Regions from separate parts of the Mus musculus genome. Here region 1 is linked to region 2. Evidence: chromatin contacts called from public Hi-C data. All regions are on one chromosome and are shown on one strand. Each heading gives the region's core, a stretch centred on a gene start, on an enhancer-like site or on the middle of the called end of the contact. The rest is flanking DNA. Distances are from core to core; before and after follow the strand shown.

Evidence for each region. A called contact is a pair of places that touch in the nucleus more often than the background predicts.
Region 1: a contact with region 2 is called in a Hi-C map of uterus, with 1.9 times the contacts expected there. The contact joins two enhancer-like sites. A contact is called at or near these places in 7 of 484 Hi-C or Micro-C datasets (cerebral cortex, cumulus cells and uterus) and 1 of 115 datasets of contacts at active chromatin or transcription factors (cardiomyocytes).

The regions. Positions count from the first base shown.
Region 1 is chr13:101,499,423-101,506,835 of GRCm38.p6, forward strand. No RefSeq gene overlaps it. Among named protein-coding and RNA genes, the nearest start is that of Gm36475, 37 kb to the right of the region's middle. Within about 2 kb of position 2,194, at least 10 of the 459 cell types and tissues checked have an H3K27ac peak or open chromatin away from gene starts, as enhancers often do. A contact at or near this core is called in uterus, where this site is marked.
Region 2 is chr13:101,312,563-101,319,761 of GRCm38.p6, forward strand. No RefSeq gene overlaps it. Among named protein-coding and RNA genes, the nearest start is that of Gm36427, 10 kb to the left of the region's middle. Within about 2 kb of position 2,804, at least 7 of the 459 cell types and tissues checked have an H3K27ac peak or open chromatin away from gene starts, as enhancers often do. A contact at or near this core is called in uterus, where this site is marked.

The sequences.
Region 1 (7,413 bases), core at 944-3,443, 190 kb after region 2:
ACTTCGCATGTAATTTATAAATAAAAAGGATTTTCAAAATGAGTTTTAAAACAGCATTGGAGTAAATATGACTGTGTCATGCAGGTTGTACCTGTGGATGGTGATATCTGAGCCTTCTTCAAAATGGTGTAATCGGTCATGAGTGCCATTGGTGGGGGGGGGGGGGTCCCATGATAAAGAGGCTCTATGTAAGGGTGGTATTTAGAGTAGTAATTACTTAGGTTATGAGAAAAATGTGGTTTTGACTTTGACTCATGGATCTTGGTTTGGAAAGAGCAGCAACTGAAGAAGGGGTCTGGATTTGGTCCTGGTATCGGCTACCACAGTGCCAGCATCTCTTACTCAGTAGAGATAAAATTACCAGGAATTCTGGAAAGTAAGTGACTTAATAATGTATAAGTTTATATACTATTATCTCTTTTCTCTCAGAGAAACTAAGGCCCACATTTGTCAATGATGTATAGAAAATGCACCAAATTCTCCCATCACAAACTCTGAGATTATAGGCAGAAAAGACTGTCAAGTTATGTCTATCTATTCAAAATGGGCAGGTCAACACCTTACTGTAGAATAGGGAGGATCCTTGAAGATGGCTGACCTAATCTATACTGTAGGTTGAGCTGAGAACAGGATGGGGGTCCTAAGAGCTGATCCTGCCATTCAGCCCTGCTAGGCTCTCTGGGAAACAGCCTGACCTCCTGTTCTTTCCATTCAGTCTCCAGTTTCCCTGAGTGGAGGAAATGCTGCTGCTATTCTCGAGTCTCTTTGGTGATGTCGAAACTACGGTTCCAGTGTAGAAAGAACATGCTTTGGATTGACATGGCCAACTGTCACTGTGAGATCACATTTGCACAATAATGAGATGATATCAATATCAGAAGGCTGATACAAGAATTAAAGAAGATAAATTTATGCAACAGGTTTTTTTTTAAAGATTTATTTACTGGTTATATGTAAGTATATTATAGCTGTCTTCAGACACACCAGAAGAGGGCATCAGATATCATTATGGATGGTTATGGGCCACCATGTGGTTGCTGGAATTTGAATTCAGAACCTTCAGAAGAGCAGTCAGTACTCTTAATCTCTGAGCCATCTCTGCAGGCCAACTGTCTTTTAAATATGAGCATTATATTCTGCATATTCTTTTCTGCCCTTTTTGGAGAAAAGCTGGCACCATATTCTGCTATTGTATTCTCCGCTTTCCCTTATTTCTGCAAACTTGAGGTAGAAACCCTGCCTCTTAGTTGTAGTTTTAGTCTCTTAAGTTAGAGACATAACTACCAACAAAATCTATCTCAATTCACTAGATTTTGGAGCTAATGTAACACTCTGGTCAGATAAGAAAGCTTGACTTAAGACCTGGATACATTAACTCAGAGTCATAACACATAGAAGAACAGAACCCTGTCATTCTAGATTGAATGCTGATTTTGGGAAAACACACTAACAAAGAGTTACTGTTGATGTGCCTGAACACAAAGATAGCAGGGCAGGTGGCTTAGAACACACTTTAAAACAGTAATAAAATTGGAATGTCTAGTTCATATCTACACTTCTAATAACTGCAGCTAGCAACACCCTGTTGATACGCTAAGCGTCCCTGCATTGCAGGGGGTACCTTGCACCCATGGTGGGCTGGTATGAATGACATCTGACTCTACATGTTTCAATGAAGAGAGTCAAACAATCTGCCAATCTTGAGGTAATTTATATAAGAAAACTGCATTTAAAAAAATCAAATGCAAGAAAGAAAAAAAAAAGCAGGGTTAGATTAGTCAAAAACCCACTAACCACAAAGGAAGCACAGATATGCCAATCCAACAAAGCTGTGCGCCACAGGGAACGCACAATCGCAAGCTGTTTCCAAGAAAGACAACCAAGTTCCCTATAGAGAGAAAGCTTTTCCAGAACATGGTATTTGTATTCACTGGGCTTCTTAGCTGGAAACAACAAACTCTGGATCAATTTTACTGAAAAAAAAAATTTCTTGAAGACAGATTTAACAGCTTCATAAATGCCTAGAAGATGAAAAGCCAAGAACTCAAGAAGGCCAGGACAAGAGCCAAAACTACACCAGGGGAATTTTCTGGGGGAGCTAGTATATTAGTTTGCATGCGTTGCTATAACAAAGTGCCATAGGCAGGCAGTTTAAACAACAGAGATTTATTGTCTCAAGGTTCTGGAAACTCAAAGGCCAGGATTTTATCAGAGTTAGTCCTTTGGGGAGTTGTAAAGGACGGTTCGCCTCCTGGCCTCTCTCTTTGGCGTGTAGATAATTGTCCCTGTGTGATTTTAGTGCTCTCTTATGTCTGTTCACACTGTCTCCCCTCTACACACACAGGTCTCCAAACTGTGGCTGGATTAGGGCTCATTCTAACTTGACTTTCTCTCTAATGACCCTATCTCTAAATGTGCTTTGAGTTCGGTATTCAGCATATGAATCTGGGGCTATGGAACAAGCCAATAGGTTTCAGGCAGCCCTGTCTCCTGCCAAACTTGGGCACTTGGACCATGTTACTGCCTGGGCTTGGTCACATGGACAAATTACCGGGGCAGAAAAGAAAAGGAAAATAGAATCTGATTTGCTCTGTTAGAGTATGAGGTGGGTTTGGCCAGCTACCAGGGGTCCTGTTGTAAGAATGCCCGTGTAAAGAGAGGAGTCTACCAAGAATCACACTGTGACAGTTCCCCGTGTGATGGAAGGAGGGGGAGCGGGGCTCTGGGCCAAGTAGTTAAGACCCACAACAATCATTCACTCTACCAGCTGAGTTATCCTGTGGAAGTGGAGCTGTAGGAGGGAGAAGGATTGTAGGAGCCAGATGGTCATGGGAATCACAAGAAAATAGCCCACAGAATCAACTCACAGGGGCTCACAGAGATTGAAACAACAATCAGAGAACTGGCATGGCTCTGACCTAGGTCCTGTGCATCGATGTCATGGTTGTCCATACTGTCCCCTGCTCTGGGGACCTTTACCTCCTACTGTGTTATCTGATCCAGTCTTAATGGGAGGCAATGTGCCTAGTCGTACTGTACTTGATATGCCATGTTTACTTGATATACCTAGGAGGCCTGCCCTTTTCTGAAGGAGACTGAGATCTGGGGAATGGAGTGGGGACTAGGAAAAGAAGAGGGAGGGGAAACTATGGCTGAGATATAATATACAAGAGGACAATAAAAAAGAAAAAAAAAAAACCACGAGGAGCCGCATCAATACGTTAAATGTTTGAAACGTTTTCTAATTATATTTTCATGCATTCATACAACATGGAATGACATATCAGCACTTTTAAAATCAACTAGTCTCTTCAAGTAGCCAGGGTTCTCTATGAAAAGAGGCCTTGGTAACATTTAAGAGAGGCTCTAGCACACAGCTACATGACAGAGGAACTCCAGTGGCTAATGGCGACCATTGTTAACTGAGGCCCAAGTCTATCTTTCATTCACACTGAGGAAACAGGGATAATAGAGCCTTTCTCCTCAAAACGGTTAATCCCCACTTTTACAGTCCCAGAAGACATGAGCCAGTTGTGGCTGTCCTTCTCTGTCTTCTCTGACTTTGCCACCATGACTGGCTGCTGTGAGACAGAAGAGCCTGGATTCTAGCACCCTTGGTCACAATCACTGATAAGCAGCAGATGTCATATCGTGAGGGCTCCCTTGGGCTAATCTTAGAAGGGCAGTGCCAGGGGGAAGGAGCAGTCCTTGTGTTTTCTCCTGAAAAAACCAACCAACCAAACAAACAAACAAACAAAAAACAGAAGAGTGGACTGCAACGAGTACCTTACCAAACCTTCAGCTCTGATTCTCCCTTCATCATGTGGTGCTCTGAGCTCTGTCCACTGAGGAATCCTTACAGCACCAAGCACTCTGCTAGGAAGAGGGAATTTAAATTAAAAGGCCTCAGTCTCCATCTTCAAAGAGTGCCTGGTGCTGTGAATAGCATTTTTAATTATTATTTTTTAAATTAGCATATGAAGTAATGGGTTTTGCTGTGACAAATTCTTAGATATCCTTTGTTCTTCATTATTCCATCCATTATCTTCCCCTACCCATTCACTTATTCTTGCTGCCCCCCCATCCAAATAGTTCCCCTTCTGCTTTTATACCACACATATTCTCTCTCTCTCTCCCTCTCTCTCTCTCTCACTCACTCCTTTTCCCCTTCCATATGTATGTGTGAGATAGAACACACATACATACACACACACACACACACACACACACACACACGCACACAAATCTAGACCTTGCATATGCGAGAAAACACATACCACTTGTTTTTCTGAGCCTTCCTTCCTTTGCTTAGCATAAAGATCTCCAGTTTCATCTCTTTCCCCTAAATGTCATCATCTGGCTATTTACAGATGCACTATGTTTTCTTTATTCACGCATGTGTTGATGGACCTCCAGGCTTGGTCCGTATTGTGGCTGCTGTGAACAATACAGCCATAAACATTCACCATGCCAGCATCTCTGTGGTGTGGCTGACTTACAGTCTGTCAGGTACATATCCCAGATTGTGTGCTACAGCAGGTAGCTCTACTTTTAGATGTATAACAAATCTCTATAGCCATTTTTTTGAGGACTGCACCATTGTACTATGCCAACAGCCAGGTTCACTTCCTCTCAATGTGCCTGCCATTCTTCCCAGAATCCCAGATAGAGGTTTGAAGCAATGCCCTTTTATGTTCACTGCTGTGTCTTCAAAACACTAAGACCCAGAGTCCTGAGTCTACTAGACATTCACTAAACAGTCATGCCGAGCTTAGAAACACACCAAAGCCTTCTCAGCTCAGTGGAGGATCACTGAAGAAACTTTTCAGGGGAGGAGACACCCCATCGTTATGCTTTTATTCCACTGTGTGGATTCAGTGTGCTACTGGCGATGGGTTTGCTGAACTTTGCCCTAGACATGTCATGGCCCTTGACAGTAAGCTTGGCCGTGGACTTGCTTGGACTATGGAATGGTAGCAAACTCGAGGCAAGCAGAAACTTAAAACACACATATGGGTTTCTGATTTCTCTTTTGGAACTCTGCCACCAACAGCAGCACAAGCCCAGACTAGCCTGCTGGGAGGCAGAAGGTCATATGGAACCGAGCTTAGTCACCTCAGTTGAAGGCCATCCTAGGCCAGCTACCCAAGCTGGGTGGTCATCCAATTAGTGATATGTGAGTGAGCCCAGTCCAGATCAACAAAACAGCTAAGCTGACCCATATAAGAAAGAAATGTTGAATGGGTATTTTAACACTAAGTGTTGGGCAAGTCTTTTATATCATATTATTGAAGTTCATAGATAACTGACACACTGTCTCACTCAACAGTGACCTGGGTTCAGTTGTCATTAATACTCTGAATAAAAGAAAAGTGAGAATCAGAGAGAGAGAGAGAGAGAGAGAGAGAGAGAGAGAGAGAGAGAGAGAGAACAGAATTTTACTTGGATTGTCTAAGTCTTTGGACTTCAAACTGAGTAGTACTCCTTTCTTTTTGAAGACCATAACTGTCACTTTGTTTAAAAAGAGAGCAATCATGTCATGAAGGTCCATGACATTAATTATGCAAAGCAAAAAGAAGGGAGAATGGGACAGAAAGAAGGACAAAAGGGAAGTAGAAGGAAGGCAGGGAGAGACAAAGAAAAGGAAGAGGCTGGTGTTGGCTTTATGAATTTAGTTTTATAGTGGTACTCAGGGAATTCTAAGTGATGTCTATATATACTATCGTCTAACTTAAGAAATGGGTTAAAGAGAACTTTTTTAAGGGTGGGAAAGGAAAAGAGATGTAGACAAGAAAGGACAGGGTAAGGAATGTGTGTTTCTGTAAGACAGATGGTATTGTTCACCCTACTTTTGGCTGGGCAGGCAGTCAGGGAAGTACTTTCTAGGGAGGTGGCATTAATTCTGAAATTTGAATAACAAGAAAGAGCCCTGCTAGGAAGAACATTCCAAGTCAAGAAGACAGCTGTGGCAGAGGACCTAAGAAAGAATGAAGCTTGTTAAGTTTCAGGGATCCAAACAAGGACTGAAGGGTATGATGGAGTGGTTGGGAGAAGAGCAGGTTTTATTTTCAGTGACGTCTGACATATATTTCCAGGAGATAGACTAGAGGGAGAATGGACAGTAGGCATACAAAGTGAGATGTGAAGAGAGCAGATTTGAGGAAGAGATGATGGTTGCTAGCTAAACTCAAGGTTCTTAACAATGTCTGCAACAGACAATGGCGTGTGGAGATCAAAGAACTGGATCTACCAATGGATGCAATATGTGGGGTGAGCATGAAAGGTGATTCCAGGTTGGGGCTTGATGGATAGTGGTGTCATTTATTAAAATAGGAAGCCATACAAAGAAAAATACTTTATTTCCAGAGGGAATCTAATAGAAAAGGGGGAAGGAAGAGAAATATGAATAGTGATGAAAGGTTGAAAAGGTCAGGTTATCAGGGTAGAGGTAGAGAAACTCTTTCAGAGCCCCTACTGGGCAAAGCTTTGGAGCCTTTAGAACCACTCAAGGCCACTCTGTCAGCAGTATTCTGTAGCCCTCGCTTCCCCTTCCACTGAAGCTGGCTGTACCATTTGTAGCCACGCCTCTATGCTTTTTACAACCATTTCCTCACTGCCTGGGAACTTTCTCTTGTCCACCCCATCATCCTTCCTCCCTTCCCTCCCTCCATCATCAATGGCAATCCCTTGGTTTGCCTTTCAATCCTTCTCTATGGAAATCAGAACCCATTCCAACTTCGCCAGGGGCGAACAATAGCTACTTTCTCCATTGCATTTTTTGTTTGTCCGTTTTGGTTTCCTTCTGTGGATTTATTTGACCACCAGCTCCTCTCTCCCGCGTTCTTTCATCACATCTGGAGGGTAAGCTATCCATCTTCTTAGATATAGTAGTCCCCTTGCTGGGTACTGTGGTAAGACATCATCGGCAGGTCAGATGACAGCACAGCCTTCCCTGGCCACAGACCCTGCTCAGGGATTCTATTCCACCTTGAGTTTCTGAACCTGTTTGAGATCTCTCCACTCTCTAATTCTGCAGTTCTTTACAGGAGATGATACCACTTCCTGCTTCTACGAATTGATAGACACCACGCTACGGCAATGGCTTCCGCATCTGGCAACAGACCTGCATGCTTTTCCACATCTGTCTTTTTCCTTTCCCCTTCTAGCTGTAGTGAAGGAGTTGGTTCTTCTTCATTCTAAGATTTCTCCATCCTTCTGGTCTTTGAATCCTATCTGCCTCTATCTTTTAACTTTGATAACTCTACCTTTCTTTATAACTTCACATGTATGTGTCAAAGACAACCTAGTTAAATTAAAATTCTTCCTTGGAGCCCCCTCAAAGCAAATTTCTAGCCTTTGTCATCATTCCAATGCCTCTGTCCTTGCCAGCCATCCCCCTTGGTCTTCCTTGCT
Region 2 (7,199 bases), core at 1,554-4,053:
AGTTCTCAAGCTTTTGTACCTCAAATAATCAATAGAAAAGCCGGGCAATTTTAGTGTAAACCGGAGCTGTATCTTAGGATGGCAGGACTAACTTCTAGCTCCCTGTTAAAGGAGGGACTAGGCTGACACCGAATGAACTCACACTCACCCGTGACATTTATTATAGCGGCATGACTTGGTTAAGTGAAGTGATTGATACCCTCCCTTAAAAATGAAGCCTTTCATATATTTTTAGTTTGGAAAAAGACTCCAGGACCTTACTCTATAAAATAACATATTTTCATTTTCTTTATTTTACTGTCATCTGTACAAAGTGAGTTTTCATCTGGCTTAACCGCAGGAACTCAGGAGACTGTGAGGCCTATACTCATATCCTAAGAGCATCTTTTATTGACCATCAAGAAATCTGTGGGCTTCTCTAGGTGTGGAATTGGGAGAGTTGAGGGAGATAATGCATTTAAAGCAGCTAGTAAGATATGCAGGCATATAGTCAAGAAATGCTGGGCATACTGTTATTAAAATAATAATTGTTAAAGTTATCTTGATTCTTGATGTCATAATTCCATAAACCATTAGGCTATTAACAGATGTAAAAACAATCACACCTATTGTAGATGTTTATGTTCCAGGCAGGCAACATGGCTAATACTTTCTTTCTCTTTGGATTCTCATCACCATCCCCAAAGTGTATGAGCTTTAGAAAGGAGGAAACTGAGGAAATGGAAGGAAACTGTCAGGGTCTGGCTGGCCTCCCTGTGCCGTGTCACGCAGATGGTTGGGTTTTGGCCCGTTCTATCTTTGGATGACAAGCAAACACTGACACACTTGGAGGGGGTTACCGTATCTCTTTGGACCTTGGGCTTTTCATCTGTCAGGTGAGAAGGTAGAGTAGGGTACAGGAGATATTTTCGGGCTCCAGGACTCTAACAGAGTCAGTTGTTGAGAGATACAAGCTTGGAAAATGTATAAACAGGGTTTTATGTGCTTGGCATGGAGCTTGTGTGCGCGGATAGCTTGCTCTGCTCTGTCACTTCTTCCACTCAGGCTGAAGGGGGGAGTGGTGCTGCATTTCCCATGATCCTTAGCGTTCTCTCTCTCTCTCTCTCTCTCTCTCTCTCTCTCTCTCTCTCTCTCTCTCTCTCTCTGTAGGCTCTTCCACAGAAGAAGCTGTCTGCTTCCTCAGACACATCTGCAGTCTACATGGTTGGTTTCACAGAAGTAGTGAAATCTTGAGTTCTGGTAAATCTTCATGTCCTGCTTCCAAATTTGGATCTACAGAGACACTTAACAATAGCTCCTTCTTTTTAAATCCTAAAATAATTTTCCCTTCCATTCTGGTAATAATAGGATTAAAAGAACATTTGATTATGATTAAAAGAATATATTTATATTTGGTCCTCACACTTCAGGGGGAACAAGAAAAAAAGATTGGATACTTTTGTTGTAGGATATATATATATATATAGTTGTTGTAGGGTTAGTATATATATGAAATACTATATACATATATGTGTGTGTGTATACACACACACACACACACACATTTCAATTCTGGCCATATATTAAGCAGTTTACAGATATAGTATATTTGCAGTGGTGGACAAGGCTAAGGTCCAGTGTCTGGAAAATGGTAGGGTCTAGAGGTGATAGTAGGGACTTTGAACTTTAGAGTTTTTGTGGCACCAAGCCCAGGGACTTTTCTGATGACCAGTTGTTATGTCCTGGTGCCACAATAGACTCTTGGCCTGAGCTTGTGCTCATTCCTACTCTTGAATCTATCCTCTGCTAGGCCTGGCTCCATCCTGTCCCTCTATCTCAGGAGTGTGAGGGGCATGTAGAAATGCCCATGCTAGTTCAACTTTTTAGAAGCAGTTGGGACATTGGCACATTTTGGGCCTTCCACTTTTTGGGAGGAGAGAGAATGGTGGAATTCAGGCTGCAGAAAGACATGAAAGGAAAAGAAAAAAAAAAAAACATCTGCCTTTAACCTGTAGGGTTAGCTCCCTTATGCTGTCAGTTGGTAGACATTCCTTGTCAGGAGAGACACCTGCTCCATCCTGGTAACTTTAGTACCCTATAGATATTTGGAGGAAAGACTAGAATTAGTTAAACCATGATTTCACTTTTAGGTATGTGCATTAATTGTATGGCAGAGGGTTTTTTTGTTTGTTTGTTTGTTTGTTTGTTTCTTAAATTTGATTAATTTACATGTAAACACAGATCAAGTCAGAGCCTATCAGGTTCATGAAGGTTGCCACACATACCTAGACCAACTGAAGGAATAGTAACAGAAACTCACAGATGGACCAGACCTTTCAGGACAGAGAGGATGCAACTAGAAGCTGGAGGTGTGTTTTATAATGTGTTTCAATGGTACTTACCCAACCTGAGAAAACTCTTAAACAGAGATCTGTTAGCCTTGCCTTTGATGGTTTGTAGCTAACATTAAAGTCAGGGGACGGCCCTGTACTACTGGCTTTTTCCAAGTGAGGATCACTAAGCAAGAGTTGCTGCCCTTTAAATATTATTTACCCAAATATGACCTGGCTTTTCAGGGAAAATGCACAAAGGGAAATAAAAATGTCTATTTTCTTAAGAGCCCCTTAAAGCTTGCTGATGAAGCTCTGTCAGGGATTTTTAGCAAAGCTCTTTTGCAGGAGTTTAAAATATGCTCATAAAAATTAACTGCAGGCTTCTTATGCAAGTTAAAAACAGAATTTGTGTGGTTCTTTTAAAATCGTCTAGGTCTTTAAAGGAGGCATAATGAAGACACAGCCTCGTCAACGCTTTCCCTGTGGCTGCACAGCCTGTTTGTTTAAGGACCCATTAAGGCTTTGCAGCTCATCTTACCCTTCCCCTAGTCCCAGAAGCACAAAGTATTTCCGGTTTTGTTCAGAGTGATCAAGGAAAATGCCAGCTGTTCCTTTTTTATTTTGCCTTACCCCCGTTGAAACGGAATTAAAGTTCAGGAAAGGTATAAGATAGCTTCATGATGCAGAGCCTAAAATTCCTGCTCAGATCTCTACGAAATTGATGCTTCAATAATATGTACATAGGAACAACTCCCATGGTCCTCTGGGGCCATGGTATGGAGTACCAGCTGATTCTGTTAGGCTTTGGAAGCTAGACCTGCGAGCTTCTTCTTTATTTCTTTTGGTTCTAATCACAGTAAAAGGTGGATTTCTAAAGTCATTGTGATCTGTGTGGGCACTGTCTTCTCCACTGGAAGCTAAGACTATACCTACATGGCCCTGGCTGCTTTACTTATCCCTAAGAAAAGGAAAAGCCACTGTTGGTCCCTGCCGAGGGTGCCTTCTATCAGTTCTTTTAGGGACCTCTTCTTGGGCCTTTGTATTTGCATGGAGTATGGTTGCAGTGCTCTGTTTGGAAGGAGGAGAGAATATAGCACAGATGACACAAAGACCTGCATTTACTCATTTATTCAAACATAAAACGAACATGTGCACCCGACGAATCACTAGGGCACCAATGATGAGCCAACATTACAAGCTCCACCCTCACAGATGAGAAGCTTGCAGGCACAGGAGAGCTCACCTTTAGTGCATATGTGAGATCCAGTCCTCTGAGGGCACTGTGAGGCAGAAGCGAGCCATCTATCCCAGAGTCGAGAGCAGTTCATGAAGAGTTGCCTGAAAGGAGACTCGTGGGTGTAGGTGGGGAACAAATACTCATGAGGGCCCTGGAATAATAGTGACAATGAATAATTTATTTGTAAGACAAATGTCCTGGTGATTATAATTTAGTGGCAGAGGATGTAGAGGACATAGCCTTTCAGGACCCAGGTAGCCCAAGCTCCTTCCTTTCTTGTTGTTTCTGTGAGAACAGTGCCATTTTGTTCCCTGACATTTGGTGTACTCTCTTCCAGGTTTTGTCTCACTTGTGATCAAAGTCTAAAAGATCAAATTCCAGCTCTGTAAGCTCAGATCCTCAGCCCACCCCTTGTTATTTCTATATATAGCAATGACCCGGCCACCACTACTTGGCTGGGTCACAGATGTCTAACGCTATGAAGGTTCTCATCAGAGATGCCGCTCAGGAGAGTGACCTCCTTTTGACCTGTTCCTGGCACATTGGTTTCACTATGTCACCATTATAGCCTCTGTGGACTAAGAATTAGCCAATGTCTGGTAGCAGAGAGGCCTTCCGCAAAGTCAGAACAGAAACTCAAGCAATGTTGCCTTTGAAGCCAAGCATGGGTTCTATAGTCAGAGAGAATGACAGTCTCCTCCTTTGATTCCACTGGCAACAGGGCTGCTGGCAGGTAGCACAAGCTTGTCATTTCCCTCAGTGGGAATCTTGGATTACTTCTTGTCCCAGTACATTATTTCTGATTTCAACATGTGTGGGCATCTTGTTTCCTGGCTCTCAGAATGCTAGTAAAAACGTAAAAAGAAGGGGGAAGGAAGGCAGTTAGATGTGTTAGAGGTGGCCAGAAGAAACAGTAGATGGAGTAGCAATAAGGAAAGAAGCAGAGAATTGACAAGAGGGACAGGAAGAGGGATGGAAGATCTGAAGAAATAGAAGGTCTGAGGCCGGGTGGGCCAGAGTGAAGAGTCCGGGATATTCTGGGCTGCCTTCTCTGTCATCAGTCATTCATTCCACTCCCTATCCCTAGCATTCTGTCCAATTAAATGTGTTAAAATGTTTCCTAATTTTGAACTGACATGAAAATTATGGTAATTTGTGATAACAAGTTTCTTAAGTCACTTGATAAGCTATTATAAAAAGTGTGGCTAAAGAGAAAACCTGCAGGTTCCCTCTCATATGTGAGTCATAGGCTGTAATGCATACATGTGTATATGTAAACGGGTTAAGGGTGAGTAAAGTCTAAAAACCCAGAAAGGAGACTTGAGCGAGGGGGATATTGAGTGATGAAAAAGGATGGGGGAGGGGTAGGTAGAAAGAAGACAGAGGGGGTCAGGGATAGCAGAGACCTGGGGAGACAGGGGGAAGGGAACCAAAAACCATGCTGTTCAGAAAGGTCAAAGTGGTATCTAACATATTCTATGCTGTTTAAAAAAATAACATATAAATAATAATAAAGAACGTGGCTGTAACTGATGGGAAAAGTGGCAGGGCCCATGAGTCCCTAGAGCAGAGTTACCTGGCCCAGCGGGGAAGCAACAATGGAACATCTTCAATCTGAATCTTTGCTGCTTCTGGCCTTTTCTCTGACCCTGAAAGTAATCCAGACACCCATCCTTCCTTCTGTAGAGTGAGGCTGGGGACATGCATGTTAGCGTGATACGCTTGTATAATAGAGATTCTAAAATATATCATATCTTTGTATGGTGACTCATCTAGCATTCAGGAGGCTGAGGAACTCAGGTTCAAAGCTAATGTAGGCAATATGGTGAATACAAGACCCATTCATAAAAATAACAATAAGCCTGGTGGTAGCACACACCTTTAATTATAACAGGAGGCAGAGGAAAAAGCAGAGGGCAGAGGGCGGGGGGGGGGGGGTGGGGACCAGGGGCCGGGGGCCGGGGCCAGGGGGCAGGGGGCAGGGGGCAGGGGATCTCTGAGTTCCAGACCAGCCTGGTCTGTAGAGTGAGTTCCAGGACAGCCAGGGCTACAAGGAGAAACCCTGTCTCAACAAACAAACAAATGAAACAAAACAAAAAACAAAAGCATAACAATAATTTTAAAAAACATCAATAAGCAGCTACTAAAACAAGAAGAAACAACAATAAAAAGCAAACCCCCAAGAGCTCTAAAATCATAGGGTATATGGGAAGAATGCTCAGGCCACCCAGTCAATCCCAGATGCTATCTTGGAGGTGATTTCAGAATCAAGGTGTTTTCAGGCTTCGTTATAGAGCTGAGAGACTGAGATGTGGCAAAGTAAGTTAACATGGCTGAAGGTCACTATCTGAGAAATGCTGGAGCCCTTTGATTCTGGGGATATCCTTTTTTGTCCATTAGTTTGTGACATTACCATTAAATTCATATGCCATTTAAACTAGTGGACCCACCCTTTGATTTTTATGTATCTTCTAAATTGGATTTATGGCATGTTGGAGCTTTTCTCTTGACACTGCATTCAGAATTACTTTATGGTTAAGGAAATCTTTGAAGGTTGATAATGCAGTGGCCTCTAATAGCAGATCCATCAGAAAGAAGCCTTTCACTTGGCACCAATTCTCAATGATCTCAGTGAGCTATTTAAAGCTTGGCGAAAGAGCCCAGAAAACTGCTGAAGTGCCACCCCAGAGCTGCTTGGCAGATGTAATTCGGATCCTAAGAGAACAATAGTTGCCACAGTCAAATCAGTTGCCTTGGCTTTGTTGTCTTGTTGCTGTGATAAAATACGTTGACAAAAGAAGCTTAGTGGGTGAAGTTGGTTTTTGGGGTTTTTTTTCCCCCACACAATTTGCGGTTACAGTCCACCATTGTGGGGGAGGTCATGGTAACAGGAACTTGAAGCAGCTTGTCATGTCCATAGTCATGAGTCAAGAGGGAAAATGAATACATCCAAGGTCATTACTTTGCTTGTTTGTTTTATTCCCTCCCCCCATTCTTATGTAATCCAGAGCCACAAGCCCAGGGAATGGTGCTACTTTCAATAGGCAGATTCTGTTACATTAACAAACTTATGATAATTTTCCTAGAGACCTGCCTCCAGGCCAACTAGATCTTTTGTGACTAGGATATTACCTTTAGACATTCTCTCTGATACTGTATGTGTGCACATCTGGCTTCCCATGGTCTTTCTTATCACTAAGAGAATTAGGAATCTTGGCAAGTCTGTGCAAGAAGACTTATTGGTTCCCCATAATGCCAACACTAGTCTCTCTTCTCATGCACCACAGTCTAGAGGGATTAATCTAGGTAGTTTTTGTAGAGATTTGAAGGACTATACATGTTTATTCTATGTGCTTCTGCAAATATTGAGTATCTATGAACTTCTTTGCTTCATGATAGATAAAATAGTCACTGGAGACAAATAGAGCAAGTGATCCTCTACCATAGAATGGAACTCAGTGTGTAATGGAATGAAATATAGCATGATATAAAAATGATATTCAGTCAAGATATTATGACCAAGCCCAAAGGATGGAGGATGGAAGTTGTGGAAGGTCATGGGATTTTCTGTCAATAGGTCTGTGTTCATGCCCAGCTATCACTAGCTTTATTATCATAGTTAGATAGGCTTGGAAAGTTATGAAGATTAA